Regions from separate parts of the Danio rerio genome. Here region 1 is linked to region 2. A link is a contact called in public Micro-C data. All regions are on one chromosome and are shown on one strand. The core of a region is the stretch at or near the end of the contact, and the rest is flanking DNA. Distances in the headings are between cores, read along the strand shown.

Region 1 (3,544 bases), core at 354-2,853, 50 kb after region 2:
AATAGTAAAATATTATTCTCCCCGCGTTGGCGTGGGTTTCCCCAGGGTGCTCCGGTTTCCCCCACAGTTCAATAACATGCGCTATAGGTAAACTTTATTAACTAACGTGGCCATAGTTTATGTATGTGAAAGAGTGTCTATGGATATTTCCCAGAACAAAGTTGCAGCTGGAAGGGCACCCGCTAATGAGCTTTGTTTAAATCTGATCTAAAAAAAATAGAAAATATTTTTTAGCAGTTTATTTATTACTTCATTTTAAAAATGAAATATTAAATAGAAAGTATCTAATTTCTGTGTAAAATTTCTGTTTATTATATATAAAAACTAAATAACAAAAAGGCAATTAAATTTATAACAACATGTTACTTACTGCAGTAGTACTATACAATTTAAAAAAATACTGTATTTTATAATGTTATTAATAAAAAAAAATGCCACTAGATAGTAATAATAATACACACTGCTGTCATTTTTTATTCTAAATGATACCATCAAGCACAGTTTTCTGCTGATGTAACTAAACTAAATACACTAAAACTAGAAAGTTAAACTAAATTGAAAGTAAAATAAAAAAATATATGACCCTGGACCACAAAAACAACAGTATCATTACCGTCATCGCTTATCTGAAATTGAGATTGATATGAAAATATATTTGAACTGTTTGAAAATCTTGAATCTGATGGTGCTAAAAAAACTAAAATATTAAGACGATCACCTCTAAAATTGTTCAAATTAAGTTAAGCTTGCATATAATCAACAACAAAAAAATGTTTTGATATATTCACAGTAGGAGATTTACCAACTATCATGTATCTAATTATGTTTGGCATACAAGAAAAAAAACATGCAACAATAAATTTGTTTTGTAGTCCAGCGTCAAATAAATAAATACAAATACTGACTTAGTCCTATCACTTTAAAATAAAAAATACTGCACATCTCTGTATTTAGGGTAAAACACTGCTTTATTTATATATTTAGGCCTACTTATTTGTATTTATGTTTGTACTTTCGTTTTATCTATTTCTTTAATTTTACTTTCCAAAATGAATCCTCATTTCGCTTAACAAGTTAACAATGATAACAAAGCTTGTTAAAAAGTTTTTAATGATTAATGGAGGAATTATAATGCTTTGTTTCATTGTTTCATCTTCATTTACAAGTAGCAGGGTATTTACAGCCAAATTATATTTCTGTTCGTACGCATCCTATCCCTTTGTGCCTTCTGGCGACACAGTCGCAAACTGCGGTTTTACCTAAAAACACGTTCTTACGCCTTTAGTGTGGCGGCGGTACGACTCGCAGCATTAATGCTCCTTTTAAAGTGTCACCCACTGTATAAATATATATACATATATGAACAACATGTTCTGCAGTGAAGTTAAACACTTGAACATAGTAAAGACCGGGTTTTAGCTTTGCAAACATTCACAGAAGAACACGTTGGTGTTTCTAAACTGTGCTTGTGTATACAATCGCTGTGGTGCTCGAGTGCATGTCAGAACAGTCAAAAAAAGCAGCATTCTGTTAACATGACAGCATCTGTGTAAATTCCCCTAGAGCTGATTTAACCGTGCCGCATGCTCTTGTTTTCTCTGCCATTGTGCTGCGGTGTTAGCATTATCTCTGCTTGGCAACCACTTCACTGAGTAAAGCTCCAGATTGACAGGAGGATCTGCTTGTTTTGTCTGGCAGGCCTCCAGTCACTTACTAGGGACATAATGTGCTAAGGTTTTATGCAATGGCAGTTCGTTGCAATTGAAGTCAAACAAAGATATGATATCCTGGTATTTTATCAAAGGACCTGTTACTTTTTGGTTGAAAAGCAAAAAGACATGTCACGTCTAAGGCCTCTGACGCCTTAAGCTGGATTTTCTCAAATGCAATTTGATTATATCTGATTATAAAGGTCAGGATGAAATGTGTTTCTCCCCATAAACAAATCACACGCTTTGATTGAAAATCAGGGTTATTCCACCAAATGCTAGTTTCTTAGCACTTGAAGTAAAAGTTGTTGTGTACTATAAGAAGAGTTAGAATCTTATATTAAAGCTGCAAGCAGCGATGATAGGGACCTCGCACCCGGGCTCACCGCCGCCCGGTGGCCTCAGGATGACAGAGAACAGCGAACAGTAATAATTTAAGCCGATATATTTAAAAAATCTGAGAAAATCACAGATTTATGCCAAACTTCCTCCTCTCAGCAGGTGGCGCTATGACTGTGACTCAAGATTGGCATGTAGATGTCACCAGGAGAGGAATCTTATCAACCATGTGAAGTTTCAGGCAGATCGAACATTGTTTAGCTGAGTTATAAGCCAAACTGCCTTTTGTCAGCAGGTGGCGCTATGACAGACTCAATGTTGTTATGTAGATGTGTTCAGGAGAGGACTTTTATCAACCATGTGAACTTTCAGGCAGATTGGACTTTGTGTGGTTGAGTTATAATGCAAACTACCATCTGCCAGCAGGTGGCGCTATAACTGTGACTTAAGATTGGCATGTACATGCCTTCAGTAATGGAATTTAATCAACCATGTGAAGTTTCAGTTAGATCGGATGTTGTTTGGCTGAGTTATAAGCCTATCTACCTTCTGCCAGCAGATGGCGTTATGACTGACTCATTAATGTTTTGGGGATGTGTTCAGAAGAGGACTTTTATGAGCCATGTGAAGTTTCAGGCTGATCTAACTTTGTGTGGTTGAGATATAAGGACTTCCTGTTTCACGGCGAAGCGTTGAGGTTTGTCATGCCGCCACGGACACGCCCCTCTGCAAAAACTCTAGATCTTCACAATATATCATCACTTAAGCTTTCAGTTAACAACCCACCAAATTTGGTGCTGATACGAAAAAATTTGTGTGAGGAGTTTATAACTCTGTAAATCATGACATTTCCTGTGGCCAGCAGGTGGCGCTATAACTGTATCTGAATATCGGCATGTAAACGTGTTCTAGTCTGGACTCTTATTAAACGTGAATTTTGAGGCAAATCGGATAATGCATGCCTAAGTTATAATGACTTCCGGTTTTGTGGTGAATCGTCAAAGTTTGCGGGGCCGCCACGGACACGCCCATCGACAAAAATTATAAAGCTCCGCAATTTAACATCGCCAAGGCCTTTAGATGACAAAACCCAATTTTGGTGTCGATAGCATAAAATCCCTAGGAGGAGTTCGTTAAGATACAACGCCTGGAAATGGCAAAAATGCCACTTATTTGCAGCAGGAAGTTAAAAATATCCGACTTCCTGTTGGGTTTGAGATATGGCTCCAAGATACTTTTTCGTATGTTTTGGCGTGTTTGAGGTGTGTGCCAATTTTCGCGCATGTGCGTGATTCGTAGATCTGGGGCTCGTCCGTTTAATTTTTATAGGTGGCGCTGTCGAGTCATTTTGCCACGCCCACTTCAATATTGTTATGTGGATGTGTTCAGGAGAGAACGTTTATCAAGCATGTGAAATTTCAGGCTGATCAGACTTTGTGTGGTTGAGTTATGAGGACTTCCTGTTCCATGGCGAAGCGTTGAGGTTTGTCATGCCG
Region 2 (3,750 bases), core at 180-2,679:
GTGCGTGTATTTATTTAGACATCAGTTTGGGTATGAGTCATTGTGAACTGTTTGCTTATTATACTTTGTCACGTTTCATTTTCTAGATTTGCATGGCAACTGGGTTTCAAAAAAGATGTAAGGCTTTAAAAGATGGTTAATGTATGTTTTTTCAGTTCAAAAAAACATCATACAGGCAAAAGGGGAATGTTTTCACTTGTTGTGATTAAAAATCTGTGTTATTCCATCAAATATATATTTTTTACTTCTTATAAATTGTTTAAGTTAAAACATTTGTATTGTGTTTGTAAACCTTATGAAATAATAAGCTATACTCAAACACATAATTAGTAACCCAAATAAAGCTTCATGAGAATGTAGTTTTAAAAATTGGTCAGCTGTTTATATATATATGTACAGAACTGGTATACACAAAAAAGCAGGTTCAGATAAGTCATCAGACAATATGTTTTATTTCGGCTTGAATAAAAGCAGTTTTTAATATTTTAAAAACCATTTTAAGGTCAAATTTATTAGCCCCTTTAAGCTTTTTTTTTTTTTTTTTAACAAACCATCGTTATAGCTTGCCTAATTATCCTAATCTACCTAGTTAACCTACTTAAGCCTTTAAATGTCAATTTAAGCTGTATATAAGTGTCTTGAAAAACATCTAGTCAAATATTATTTACTGTCATCATGGCAAAGATAAAATAAATCAGTTTTTGAATGAGTTATGAGTAGAGCGCAAATAATTCTGACTTCAACTGTATATCACACATCTCTAGTTTCATTTCCAAAATAAAGCAGGCCTGAAACATTTTGCACAAAAACAGCTAATCTAGCCACATTCTTCATAATCAAGATGTCAAAACAACATCAGTGAACTTCCTCATGTTTTCTTGAAGACACAGAGGCTCGCTTTTTGTCGCACTTCAAAAATCTGAGAGATGTCACGTACACACTCTTGCCTATATATATATATATATATATATATATATATATATATATATATATATATATATATATATATATATATATATATATATATATATATATATATATATATATATATATATATATATATATATATATGAGACAGGGGAATATAGCCAAGGGCAGTCTCTGTTTCTCCAGTAGAGATGGTGTAATAGAGCTCACACAGAATGATCTGCCTCTCCCTTTTCCACTCCTAGTTTTACTCCATTAAACTGCAACCATTGTGCTGTTTTCAAATCCAAGTGATTAACATCACACTCACGGCACGTCACTCTCAGGAATCCCAGAACTTCTCTTTTTTTTCTGCTCTTTCAGCACTGGCAGGAAATATATGAATATAAGAATATAAGAATATGTTATGCTCAACAAAGGTCAGGTTGTGTCTGCGATAAGGCAGGGCACTAATGTGTGAATCCCTGCCAAAGAAGTCCTTTCATCTCATGCACCTAAGCTGTAAAAACCACCCTGTAAAGCTGAGAAAGGACTGGCAGCAACGGACACACCTAAAGTCTCGGAGTCCACGTTCAAATAGTCCTTTGTTGGGTCTGCTGGCTATAAAAGAGAATGCCGCCATGGTCCATTCGTTTCAATTACCTGACATGCTTTCTAATGAGCCGCATACTTCTTTTATCATTATGTGGTGAAAGACCATCATCAGAATTATTAAATGAATGCTTAACAGTTAGGTTGTCTTCAGATGCTGAGATTTTATATTTGAAATGTTGAACTGTTGCTGTTTGGAAGAAGGTGTTAAAGGTGTCTCTGAGTGGCAGATGTACTGTAAGTTCTCTGTGGTTGGAGAAGCTGACACAAAGACCTCTGGTGGTAGAGGGTAAAACTGCATTATTATTACATTAAATTTGGGATGAGTCAATAATGAAAGTGTATTTCATTGCAACTGTTTATGCATAAAAAAATAATGCTAAAACAGCATATTTTTTTACTAGTAAACTAAAATAGTAAACTAAGTGAAAAACAAATCTGCTCATAACATTTGGGTTCAGCTGTAAATAATTTATTGGCACTACCAACATTTTCAGAAAATAGTTTTTCAGTTTAATATAAAGAAAACATCCAAAAATACACTTCTTACAACCTGTGTATGTATATTTTAATTACATTGCCAACATTTTTTTTTAAATGTGCTTTTTTTCTCTGACACTGAGCTATAAATCTCCACTTCAGCAGAAATAGATGTGTCCTAATAGTGTTTTTAGCAGCGTGGGACACATATATGACGCTCAACATCTCAAAAAATGTGTTTTGGTGTTTCGTGACTCTTTAAGTAGACACCAACAAAATCATCAAAGACTGTTGTTTTTTTCTGAAGGTTAATTCATCCTAATCTTTTTTTTCCCAAACATAACTAATTTTGTCTTAAATGAGCATAAAAGTTAGGAAAGCAGTCGAATGCTTTCATTATAACGTTAGATGTGTGCATTTTTAAAGTGACACCTCTTATTCAATGTAATAAAAAAATCTTTATAAATGAGAGATTAATTCGTTGCTCTTTAATCAGAATGTGTAAGTTATACAGTGGAGAAACGGCTAATGACATTTGCTAGCTTGATTCTATTTCATTATAATAGCTATTAATTTATTATGGCCCTTTTTTATGTTGGGCATATCCCTTATTTTCACATCCCAATGTTGACAGGTATGCAGGAGGCGCATGAGAAACAAACAGATGGCCAACCAAAAAGTAACGCAGAATTATACAAAACCAACACAAAATACATACATTCCTGATATGTGAGTCCCATCTCACACTCAATACACGATAATTATATGGTATAAATACAGCACTACAACATACAAAAGAGAGAGATATGTCACTTACCAGTATAATAATGATTTGATCAGCTGTAAGTAGAAATTAATCAGCTGTAGTTTTTCTCCTCTAAGGGCTTATTATGCGATCTCTGTCGCCAATCAGATTCGTGAAAGACAGAACTGTTGTATATTCACTCCAACAGTGTTTTGCGTGTAAAATATATTTATTTTAATCAGGAAGGACACATTAAAGTAATCAAAAGTGACCATATATTCCATCTGATATAATTGTTAGTCACCTGGTATTATGCTACACACATTAGCATTTAGTTTGACCGCCATCATTGTGTGGTCGACCTCTAGCTCTGGAATTCATTGGTGCTTTTTAATGACTTTTTTTTTTAATAATCAATATGGCTTTCAGACTATTCAAGCTCTTCCCAGAGCAGCATGTCTATCTCATTTTCCAGGACTGTGGAAAGCGCACAGAGCCTCTGCAGAAAAGGCGGCTATCGTGTTTTCATGAGATAAAAGCACAGTGATTGTGGACTCCTCCATCCCGTGAGACCACAGCGCTGCGTTTGAAGTTGACAACTGGCAGAAAACGGTAAAACTCTGAAGCCTGGCTGTGCGCAGGTTTTTCCACAAGGGCATACATGGATTCTGCCCTCATGTTTTCCCTTTCGGATCAGGAAAGACATCATTCTCACTATCACGACTTTTGTTTTAACAGCAATTTTTTTGACTTCTACTTGTCTGCCAAATGCAGTTAGTCACAAAATATATAGACAATGAGAAAAAAGTTATCTTAATCAAGTTTTTTAATGAAAAAAAAAACAGCACAGTGAAGTGTGACTTCATGAGGAAGAGGAAAAACAACACTATTTTCTGTTTGAATAATTAATAGTCCCACATGAAAAAATGCTACAGTAATTCATAGAAAATACCATGTTTTTTTTAAACTATTGACCTTACTCTGCAATGCGGAAGTGCACTTGTTTT

What was found. A called contact is a pair of places that touch in the nucleus more often than the background predicts.
Region 1: a contact with region 2 is called in a Micro-C map of caudal fin, with 4 times the contacts expected there. The contact joins two enhancer-like sites. A contact is called at or near these places in 2 of 18 Hi-C or Micro-C datasets (caudal fin and embryo).

What each region holds. Positions count from the first base shown.
Region 1 is chr20:40,968,583-40,972,126 of GRCz12tu, forward strand. All of the region lies in intron 6 of aig1 (androgen-induced 1 (H. sapiens)), which reads left to right. Among named protein-coding and RNA genes, the nearest start is that of adat2, 71 kb to the right of the region's middle. Within about 2 kb of position 1,604, at least 7 of the 62 cell types and tissues checked have an H3K27ac peak or open chromatin away from gene starts, as enhancers often do. A contact at or near this core is called in caudal fin, where this site is marked.
Region 2 is chr20:40,918,887-40,922,636 of GRCz12tu, forward strand. The region is part of intron 4 of aig1 (androgen-induced 1 (H. sapiens)); the gene reads left to right. Among named protein-coding and RNA genes, the nearest start is that of adat2, 120 kb to the right of the region's middle. Within about 2 kb of position 1,430, at least 10 of the 62 cell types and tissues checked have an H3K27ac peak or open chromatin away from gene starts, as enhancers often do. A contact at or near this core is called in caudal fin, where this site is marked.